Linked DNA regions of Mus musculus: region 2 is linked to region 1. The links are chromatin contacts, called in public promoter capture Hi-C maps. All regions are on one chromosome and are shown on one strand. Each heading gives the region's core, a stretch centred on a gene start, on an enhancer-like site or on the middle of the called end of the contact. The rest is flanking DNA. Distances are from core to core; before and after follow the strand shown.

Region 1 (4,555 bases), core at 1,263-3,762:
ACCAAGATATTCCATAACAAAACCAAATTTACACAGTATCTTTCCAAAAATCCAGCCCTACAAAGGATAATAGATGGAAAACATCAATACAAGAAGGGAAACTACACCCTACAAAAAGCAAGAATAATCTTTCAACAAACCCACACAAACATAATTTCACCTCTAACAACAAAAATAACCGGAAGTAACGATCACTTTTCCTTAATATCTCAATATGAAAATTAATATTACCAGCATATCCTAATTGATTAAAATTCAAAAATATGAGGAATTAGAAATTTGTGGGCTGTTATGCAGTGGTCTCTCTAATTTGGTAATTGGAGAAATAGGTCCAATATTGTACAATTCATATACATTTTCTGCTTGTTTGTAAGTGACAGTGTCTTGCTGTGTACTGAATAATGGTCTTGAAATCGAGCTTCCCCTATCTCAGCCTCTCTATTAGGAGGATTGTTTACTTGATATTTTTACACTATGCTATTGTTTTCAGAACAGCATACATATTTGAAAATAATTTATACAGCCAAAAGAAACAGAGGCAATTAATTTGGGAGGTGGCTTGTAGGAGAACAACAAAGGGTGAGATTGAATGTTTTCCTTGATATTTACAATTATTGTATCAATTTTGAAGAAGAGGACCTTATAAGTTACTCTTTTTTCTGAGATGAATACTTTTCAAAATCATCACAGCCAATGAATCAGTATTTTACCCTCACCTCATGTCTGTGCCACCCTCCAAGCAGAACCATGGCTCACTGAAACAGTTGATGAATGGCTTCGTGGATAGACCATCTTAATACACACACCATTTCTTAAATGAATGTGACCTGTTCCCTGTGGGCTGAGAATGATGACAATCACTCAAATCAAATAGCTTTGAACATAGCAGGAAATCTGTATCCAAATAATCGTGCCTACAATTCATTCCTTGGCGCAGCAGAACTGTCAACTCTTAGCTTAGCTACTATGGAGGTAAAATCCTTTGATGATGTGAGGGACATTGAAGTACAGCCTTATTACAATGAACTCCAATGTTTAAAACTTGTTCTTATTTAGGGTTTGTACCACAGTAAGCCAAGATTTTAAAGCTCTACTAAAAATAAAACAAACAAACAAACAAACAAACAAAAATCTACTTATCTACTTTATGTTCATTTAATAACATGTCCATCATTCTTATGATTGGTATAGAAATATATATTGTGTTGAATATCATAAAAAATTAGTTGAATTAAAAAAAAAAAGAAGTCTAGCTGGGATTGGAGAGATGGCTCGGCAGTTAAGAAACACTAGCTGTTCTTCCAGAGGTCCTGAATTCAATTCCAGCAGCAACAAGATGTCTCACAAACATTTGTAATAAGATCTGATGTTCTCTCTGTCATGTACACACACATGCAAATGCATCACTTATATACATAAATGAATAAATCTTTTTAAAAAATGTTTATCATGTGTATATATCTGGTTTCATAGATAAAGTGGAATGGGCCAGCAAGATGGCTCAGTGAGTGAGGGTGCTTGCTGCTAAGTCTGAGGACCTGAGTTCAGTCACTGAGACCTACATAGTAAAACAACAGAACTGATTCCCTCAAGTTGTCCTATGACCTCTAAAGGGGACCTCCACACAAATAAGATATAACAAATTTAATAAAGCAGAAAATGGAGCAGAAATCAAATTTAACCCAAAATTTCCAAATTCAATTTAGAAGAAAATGATTAATAGAGAAATTTAAGAACTTTAACAAATGCCAAACCAAAACCAAAACAAAACAAAACAGAAACAGAAACAACAACAACAACAACAACAAAAAACCCAAAACCCAAACCAAAAAAGACAACATCAAAATAAAAGCCATGCACAAAAAGCAAATTGTTCTAATGGCAGTCATTTCCAAGGTCCCAAGACTAACAGTCCCACAGGAAAGTTTTAAAACCCCCGATGTCAAGCCTACACCAAGACAACTGAACAGCAGCAATCTTTGGATGGGATCCAGATGTGAATATTCTCAATCCAGGAAATTCCAAGATGCAGCCAATTGTAAATTGTGAATAAATGTTGTGTCCCTTGCCACTAAGAAAGACAAAAACTCCGTTGGGCTGCCTGTGGATTCTGGAGACGGTGTTCCACCACAGGGAGTGTCCGACTGTCTCCTGTCCACCTGATAAATATACAAAGCAGTAAGCTGCCCAAGAAACCCTGGAGGAGGTCGTCAAGTGGTCGCCGCTACTGGGATGCTTTCTTACCCAATGGATGCTGATGACCAGTGTCACCTATAAAGTTGAGTAGCCCAGAGAGGGGTGGGACAGGTTGTTGAAGGCTATAGCTCCCCTTGATAGAGCAGTTGAAGCAAGGGCCACTGAATTCCAGATCACTTCTTGGTGTGTGTTGTGTTGCTACCACCAAAATACCGAAGCTGGGTGCTTTACAAAAAGAAAAAAAAATGTTCCTCCAGCTCCAGATGTCCCAGAATCCATTCAGTTTCTGTTGAAAACCATGTGGCAGTCAGCCAGAGGCACTGTGTGGAGCGGAGCATGGGTTTGAGTGGTGGAGGGGAGCTGCCAGGCTTGCTAACAACCATGTCACAGAAGCCCATCTCCAGAGCGACAGCTCACTCATAGAAAAGCATTAATCCCTAGTCAATGCCTAACACAGCACTATCCACTGGAACCAAACCTCAGTGTGAACTCCACGGGGAGAACCACATCTCAACCATACCACACCTACAAACAGTAGCACCCTTGGCGCACATAAGCAATGTGTCTCTCCTCTAAGTCAGCGTTAAGATTCCCTCCTACTTCCCTTATGCCTTCTTTATTAACTGTGGTATATGTAGGGTTGATTTCTACCTGTTTATTTGATAAACTGCACAGTACACCTACAGCACCACTAAGCTATAGAGCTAGTTCCATTTATATGAAGGATCAATAGCATTTATACAAATGACGCTGCCTTTAATAGCACCAAAAAGAATGTTTTCATCACTCCAGAAACTGGTTCTCTTTGGAACTCCTGCCCCCTGGTGTCCACGAGAGGGAACTGCTTTGTCTTAGCTCTGGTTTCTAGGGAGGAAGTGGAGCTTTAGAGTTTCCCACACAGGCAAACAGATAAATCTGTTAGTGAACTCTGAAAGAGTGTAATTCCAGCCGCTCCAAGATTGCCACGAATGACATTTCTTGAGATGGGGTGAAGTTTGCCACCCTGTGCAAGTGTGAATCACTTAGCAGTGCCCTTGTATCCACCCACTACATGCCAGTAGCACCCACACTCACGATCCAGTTAGGACAAGCAAAAAAAAAAAAAAAAAAAAAAATGCAAATGCAGCCACTGTCATTGCCAAGTGGCTGCGAGGGCTGGAAGGGAGATGTGAGCTGAGAGCCGCTGATGTGCTGCTGTGGGGAGACAAGGAGGCCAGGACTTACTGCCCTGCGAGCAGCACGGAACCCTGTTGGCCATGGCACTGGCATAGAGCCTCAACCTGAACCCAAGCTGAAACCCCGAGGTCGCAGCTTGTGAACCACAGGGAAAAGGTTCTGTCTGCTGGACCACAGATGGAAATGCTAGTAGCAGGGATGTGAGAGAGCTGGTCCCATCTCCAGTCGAGAAGCAGAGAGATGCTGATGCTCTGCCTGCCTTCTCCTTTGTATTCAGTCTGGGACCCCACATTGACTGGTGCCATCCAGTTAGAATGAGCCTTGTTACCTCTGTCCACCCAACCTAGCAACTCCCTTGTAGACAAGCCCGATGTCTGTTACACTGGGAGGGAGTGGGGAGCATGCCTAGGCTGGAAAGATGGCTCAGCTGATAATGTGTCTGCCACGTGAACACTAATCTGATCCCAGAGAACGCCCATAAACTGTCTAGGTGTGAGGGCATGCCACTGGAACTCCAGGGCTGCTGTTGTGAAGACTGCAGACCATGACCTGCAGCTTGGAGTCCAGCCAGTCTATCCAATCAGCAAACTCCACTCAAGTTCAGTGCCTGTTAGCCTAGCCAATCGGCAAGCTCCATTCAGGTTCAGTGCTAGCCAGTCTATCCAATCAGCAAACTCCACTCAAGTTCAGTGCCAACCACTCTAGACAGTCAGTGAGCTCCGTTCAGGGGTAGTGAGACCCTGGCTCAAAAGATAGGGTAGAGAACAATTGAGTTAGACATCTGATGTCAACTCCTGGACTCCACAATGCACAAAGACAAACGTGCAAAACACACATCTGCATGTGCATTCATGTACACACACACACACACACACACACACACACACACACACGTCCTCTGAGGCATGATGGAATAGATGTTGCTGCATTCCCCCACTCTTTCAGTAGATCCCTGTGAGACAGAGCCTGTGAGATGAATGACAGAGAGGAGTCGGTTGGTGCAAAGGCACACAGCATCTTGAGGAACTCACAATCCTAGAGCAGTCCAATAGAATGACTGCCTTACAAAAGGAAGCCTCACTCCACTTGCTGGTTTCATAAGCTTGTAAAGCCCAGAAGCAGCAAAGACCTTAGGTAAGGCTGGAGCCAGGCAAGATTGTCCCCAGGATTTGTTCCCCTCAGT
Region 2 (4,555 bases), core at 1,395-3,894, 530 kb after region 1:
AATGCCCAGAATGCTAAGCATTAAGCTTTAAAACTGCATTCATTTATCTAATGTGTATGGATGTTGTTGTCTCTCACATGCTCATGATCACCACTTGTATGCCTGGTGCCGGAGAAGGCCACAAGCAGCCATTCTGGTGCTGGGAATTGATCCTGTGTCCTCCAGAAGAGCTGCCAAGTGCTCTAACCACTGAGCAATCTCTCCAGCCCTGCTAAGCATTCTTGTCTTAGATTTCCATCTAGCTCTGAGAAGCCATTTTCAGTAGTCCTTCACTTCATACAATTCTGAGCATTCTCTTTATGCCCCTTATTGGGGACTCAGCTTCTTAGAGACCCCAGTTTAGCAGGGACTGCAGACTGGGAAGCATTTCCTGTGAGACACTCAATGTTGATTCACACAGCAACCCTTCTATAGAGGAGCAAACCGAGTCCTAGCCTGACAACTTACTGAGTACAGGGACCCAGAGGACAGAGTAGTTTAGCAAGGGCCAAGATAGCACCAGACTCAGAGATGACATGGGATGTGTGACCACAAAAGGCCTTTATAGCTTGATGACATCATTCAAAACACAAAAATGATTTGGATCTGGAGAGGGTAGTTGGCGGGGGTAACCCTGGGAGAGGGGCCCAGGTGAGAAGGGGGTGAGCTTTGGAAGTGTCAGTCTTTCTGAATGGCCTTTGGAGGAGCTATGTGTGGATGAGTTGGCTTAGCCAGTGTTTGCTATTCTCAGCCAATCACTGGCCCTGGAGGAGGTGGGACAGGGATCAAGAGGAAAGATCACTGCAGGGTGTGCTGCCACCTGCCTGAGGACACCTCCCATCTACAGCTCTCTTGCAGCCCTCCCCTAGCCAGGCTCTGCAAGCTCCTCACTACACTGACTCCAGCATTAGCATGAGGTAGTGCCCAAGGTCTCAAGTGCTTCGACTGAAACCTTACAACAGAAATTTGCATAGCTGTTTAGTTCCAGCTGCGAGTTTTATGAAAACCCAACCCCACAGAGTTGCAGATCAGAATGCAGGCACTTTGTGATATTCTGGTCTTCTCAAGCCTTTAGGAACAGTGAAACACAGTGAGGTGGCTTGCCCAGTATCCCACAGTCAGTGAAGACATAGAGGGGACTTGCACCCTGGTCCCTTGGACTCTGGCTCACTGTTTCATTTCAGGTTAAATGAGGCCATAAGAGCTTTCCTTGACTTGCCTGTCTCCCATACTTCACATCCTTTATTACCCTGATTTGCACAGTGCCTGTGTTGAGCTCATTTCAGACTGCCCCATCTATCTCCTTTGGACCATCCATCAGCAGTGTCTTAGTTAGGGTTTCTATTGCTGATAAAGCACCATGACCAACGGCAGCTTGGGGAGGAAAGGGTTTATTTGATCTTACAGCTTGTAGTCTATTCATCCTGGGACGTCAGGTCAGAAACCCAGAGGCAAGGGCTGGTGCAGAGGGCATGGAGGAACACTACTTATGGATCTCCTCCTCCTGGCTTGGACAGCCTGCTTTATTATGCCCCTCAGGATCGCCTGTCCAGGGGCAGCACCACATCAATCAATAATCAAATAGTGCCCTACAGATTTGCTAACAGGCCAATCTCACAGGGGCATTTCCTCAATTGATGACTCTAGCTTGTGTCAAGTTCATATAAAACTAACCAGGACACTCAGTGCCCTCCACTGAAAGCAAAGATTCATTCTTTGGATACTGGGTATTAAAAAAATCACCCAGTAAATGTCTGCTAAGACTAAGGGAAAACAGGCCTGAGTCCAGTGTGTGTCCAAGTCCTGGCTACATGTCATCAGAAGCCAAGGGATGCTGGGAAGTTACTCAACATTCAGAACCTTAGCTTCCTCCCATGTAAAGAATGAGAACATGATTTCATGGAAAGACAGATCAGAACCTCAACTTCTCAAGTGAAAGAAAGATGGATGGATGGATGGATGGATGGATGGATGGATAGATGGATGGATAGATGGGTAAGCATATGGATGGATGGATGGATGGATGGATGGATGGATGGATAGATGGATGGATAGATGGGTAAGCATATGGATGGATGGATGGATGGATGGATGGATGGATGGATGGATAAGCGGATGGATGGATGGATGGATGGATGGATGGATGGATAAGCATATGGATGGATGGATGGATGGATGAATGTGTGGATGGACAGATGGATGCATGGACAGATGAATGGATGGGTAAGCAAAAGGATGGAGGGATGAGTGGGTAGATGGATGGATATGAATGGATGGATGCTCATCCTCCCAGCCTAGAAACCCAAGAGCAAGGACATTTCCAACCTGTTTTGTAGCTTTAGCACTTGGTACTAGGTAGGTCTCAGGAAATGCCTGCCTACCACAAGGTCTCGGTACATGTGCACAGTGGAAGTTACATATGCCTGTTTACATATACAAGAGCACAAGCCGACCACTCCAACCTCTCATCTCTGCTTTTACAAGTGGCAGGTGATGGGAGCAGCCAACGCCAAATGAAGATTAAAAACAGGCCTGTGTGAAAAGCCCAAAGTAGGCAGTGCAGGCAGCATGAGTCCGGTGCCAGCTGACGCTTGGGCTAAGGCATGGGACAGGCAGACTTTCTCACGTCCAGAGAGGAGCAGCAACTTGAGCTGGAGATGATGTCATCACCCTAGGAAATGCACCAGCTGGTGAGCAAGGGACACAGGGACAGCATGCGCCATTTCACTGGGAGGAGGATGGCAATCTATTTTTGGAAATAAGAAGAGAAAAGTTGAAGCAGATGGAGAGAGAGGAAGCCATGCCTTTGGATCATCTGATTCTTCTGACATCTGGTTCCCCTCGCTTCTGTCTCCAGTCTTTTACTCACTGGACACTGCCGCCATGGGCCCCAGCCTCTAAGGATGTTGTGTGCCAAAAGCAGATGACATCCCATTGTTTATGTCCACTCCCTCCTGCTGTAGAAGGGAAAGAGGCACGTGACCAGGTAGAGGCTGAGACAAGACCTGGGCAGGGTGGCCAGTGAGTGACTACCTGGGCCTCTCGCTGGATGGAAGTATTTTGGTAAGTCTCCTCTGGCCCAAGTGTGTTGTACATTCTTGGGAGGCAGGTCAAGTCATGCTGACCAGACAGGCCAACTTCAATGGCTAACCTCCCAAGAGATAAAACCTTTCAATTAGACCAATGTACTTGACTGTCTACTGTGTGCTGATGATCAGTCAGACCCATCAGACCTCCTAGTAGGACAAAGAGAGAAGGAAACGTAGTCATACGTATCGTAAAGAAAACAGCTCAATGCCCTAGACATGGGCAGCAGAGCAGGCGTGGTAGAGAAAGAAAAGGCTTGCCCGGAGTTTAAAGAATTATCAAAGTTGAGCCAGGTGGAGAGGAACATGCCTGGCCATTGGAAGGTAGGAGGGCCAAGTTCAAAGCCATCTTCAGCTACCTAACAAATTCAAGGCCAGCCTTCTTCATGAGACCCTGTTTCAAAACAACATGAAGATAGAAAGGAAAACAAGAATTAACATCAGTCCTGTGAAATAAGACAGCGTTGGGGACTGAAGGAGACATGAAGGATGAAGTCCACAGGTCTAGGCAAAAACATGCCACAAAGAGCGATCGAGGAGCCGATACCTAAAACCCCAGCACGGTGCTGTAGAAATCACCCAGTCGGTCAAGTGCTTGACTTGTAAGCGGGGAGACTTGAATTCAACCCCTAGAATTCAGTTTTTAAAAATGGGCACAGAGGGCCCACATGACATGTGATGTCAGCACCAGGGAGGCAGAGGCAGATGTTTCTTTGGAGCTTGTTAGCCAGCCTGCCCTGGTTGGTCAGTGAGAAACTGCACCCCACAAAGGCAGATGTGCCTGACTGATGACACTGAGGTTGCCCTCTGACCTATACATGTATGTTCATGGGTGTGTGTGAGCACATACACACACAGTAGGCCACAAAGTACTGAAGAAGCGGGGGTTGGGACTGTGGAGGTGAGGCTGCAGGGGTCGGTAGGACAAGTTTAAACTTACTACCTAGTGGGGCCTCCCAGCCAGGCAGATCAGAATACTGTCTCCATGAAGGAAAATGTTCTGGCTTCACTCATGGCTGTGGTAAAACACCCCTGGCAACATGGCGGGTGGGGGTCGGGAGACGACGGTGTTTTGGGCTACAGTTCCAGGCCATATTCTACCTCTGCAGGGATGTCTCCTGGGCACAGCACATTCAAAGTCAGAAGCAGAGAGATATCTGAATGCATGCCTGCTTGCTTACTAGTGCTCAGTTGGTGTTCTCTTCTCTTGTTCAGTTCAGGATCCCCAGGCCCAGGGAATGGTACCTCCCACGGTGGGCTTGGTCTTCCCACATCAGTGAAGGCAACCAAGATTGTTCCCCACCAGCATGCCCACAGGTCAACCTGAGGTAGACAATTCTTCACTAAAACTTTCTTCTTGGGTGAGTCTTGTGTCAACTTGACAGTTAAAGCCAACCGTCACAGGCAGCTGTGCAAATAAGTCACCAAAGGGTTGTAGGACAAGAGAAAGGATTTGGTTATTTCCTGCCTTTACTCTGACCCAGTGGAGA

The links. Promoter capture Hi-C pulls out the DNA fragments that hold promoters and counts their contacts.
Region 2: a contact with region 1 is called in a promoter capture Hi-C map of neural stem cells. The contact joins the enhancer-like site here to the promoter of 4930402F06Rik in region 1. A contact is called at or near these places in 21 of 39 promoter capture datasets (the 3T3-L1 cell line, 3T3-L1-derived adipocytes, the C10 cell line and 13 more), 2 of 15 datasets of contacts at CTCF or cohesin (embryonic stem cells and large pre-B cells), 4 of 484 Hi-C or Micro-C datasets (the G1E-ER4 cell line, the N1E-115 cell line, cerebellum and 1 more) and 2 of 9 other capture datasets (adipose tissue and liver).

The regions. Positions count from the first base shown.
Region 1 is chr2:35,394,662-35,399,216 of GRCm38.p6, forward strand. 4930402F06Rik (RIKEN cDNA 4930402F06 gene) reads right to left here and starts at 2,513. Exons shown (of 6, transcript NM_001080709.2): 1 at 2,245-2,513.
Region 2 is chr2:35,925,702-35,930,256 of GRCm38.p6, forward strand. The region is part of intron 3 of Ttll11 (tubulin tyrosine ligase-like family, member 11); the gene reads right to left. Among named protein-coding and RNA genes, the nearest start is that of Gm35396, 44 kb to the left of the region's middle. Within about 2 kb of position 2,645, at least 12 of the 459 cell types and tissues checked have an H3K27ac peak or open chromatin away from gene starts, as enhancers often do. A contact at or near this core is called in neural stem cells, where this site is marked.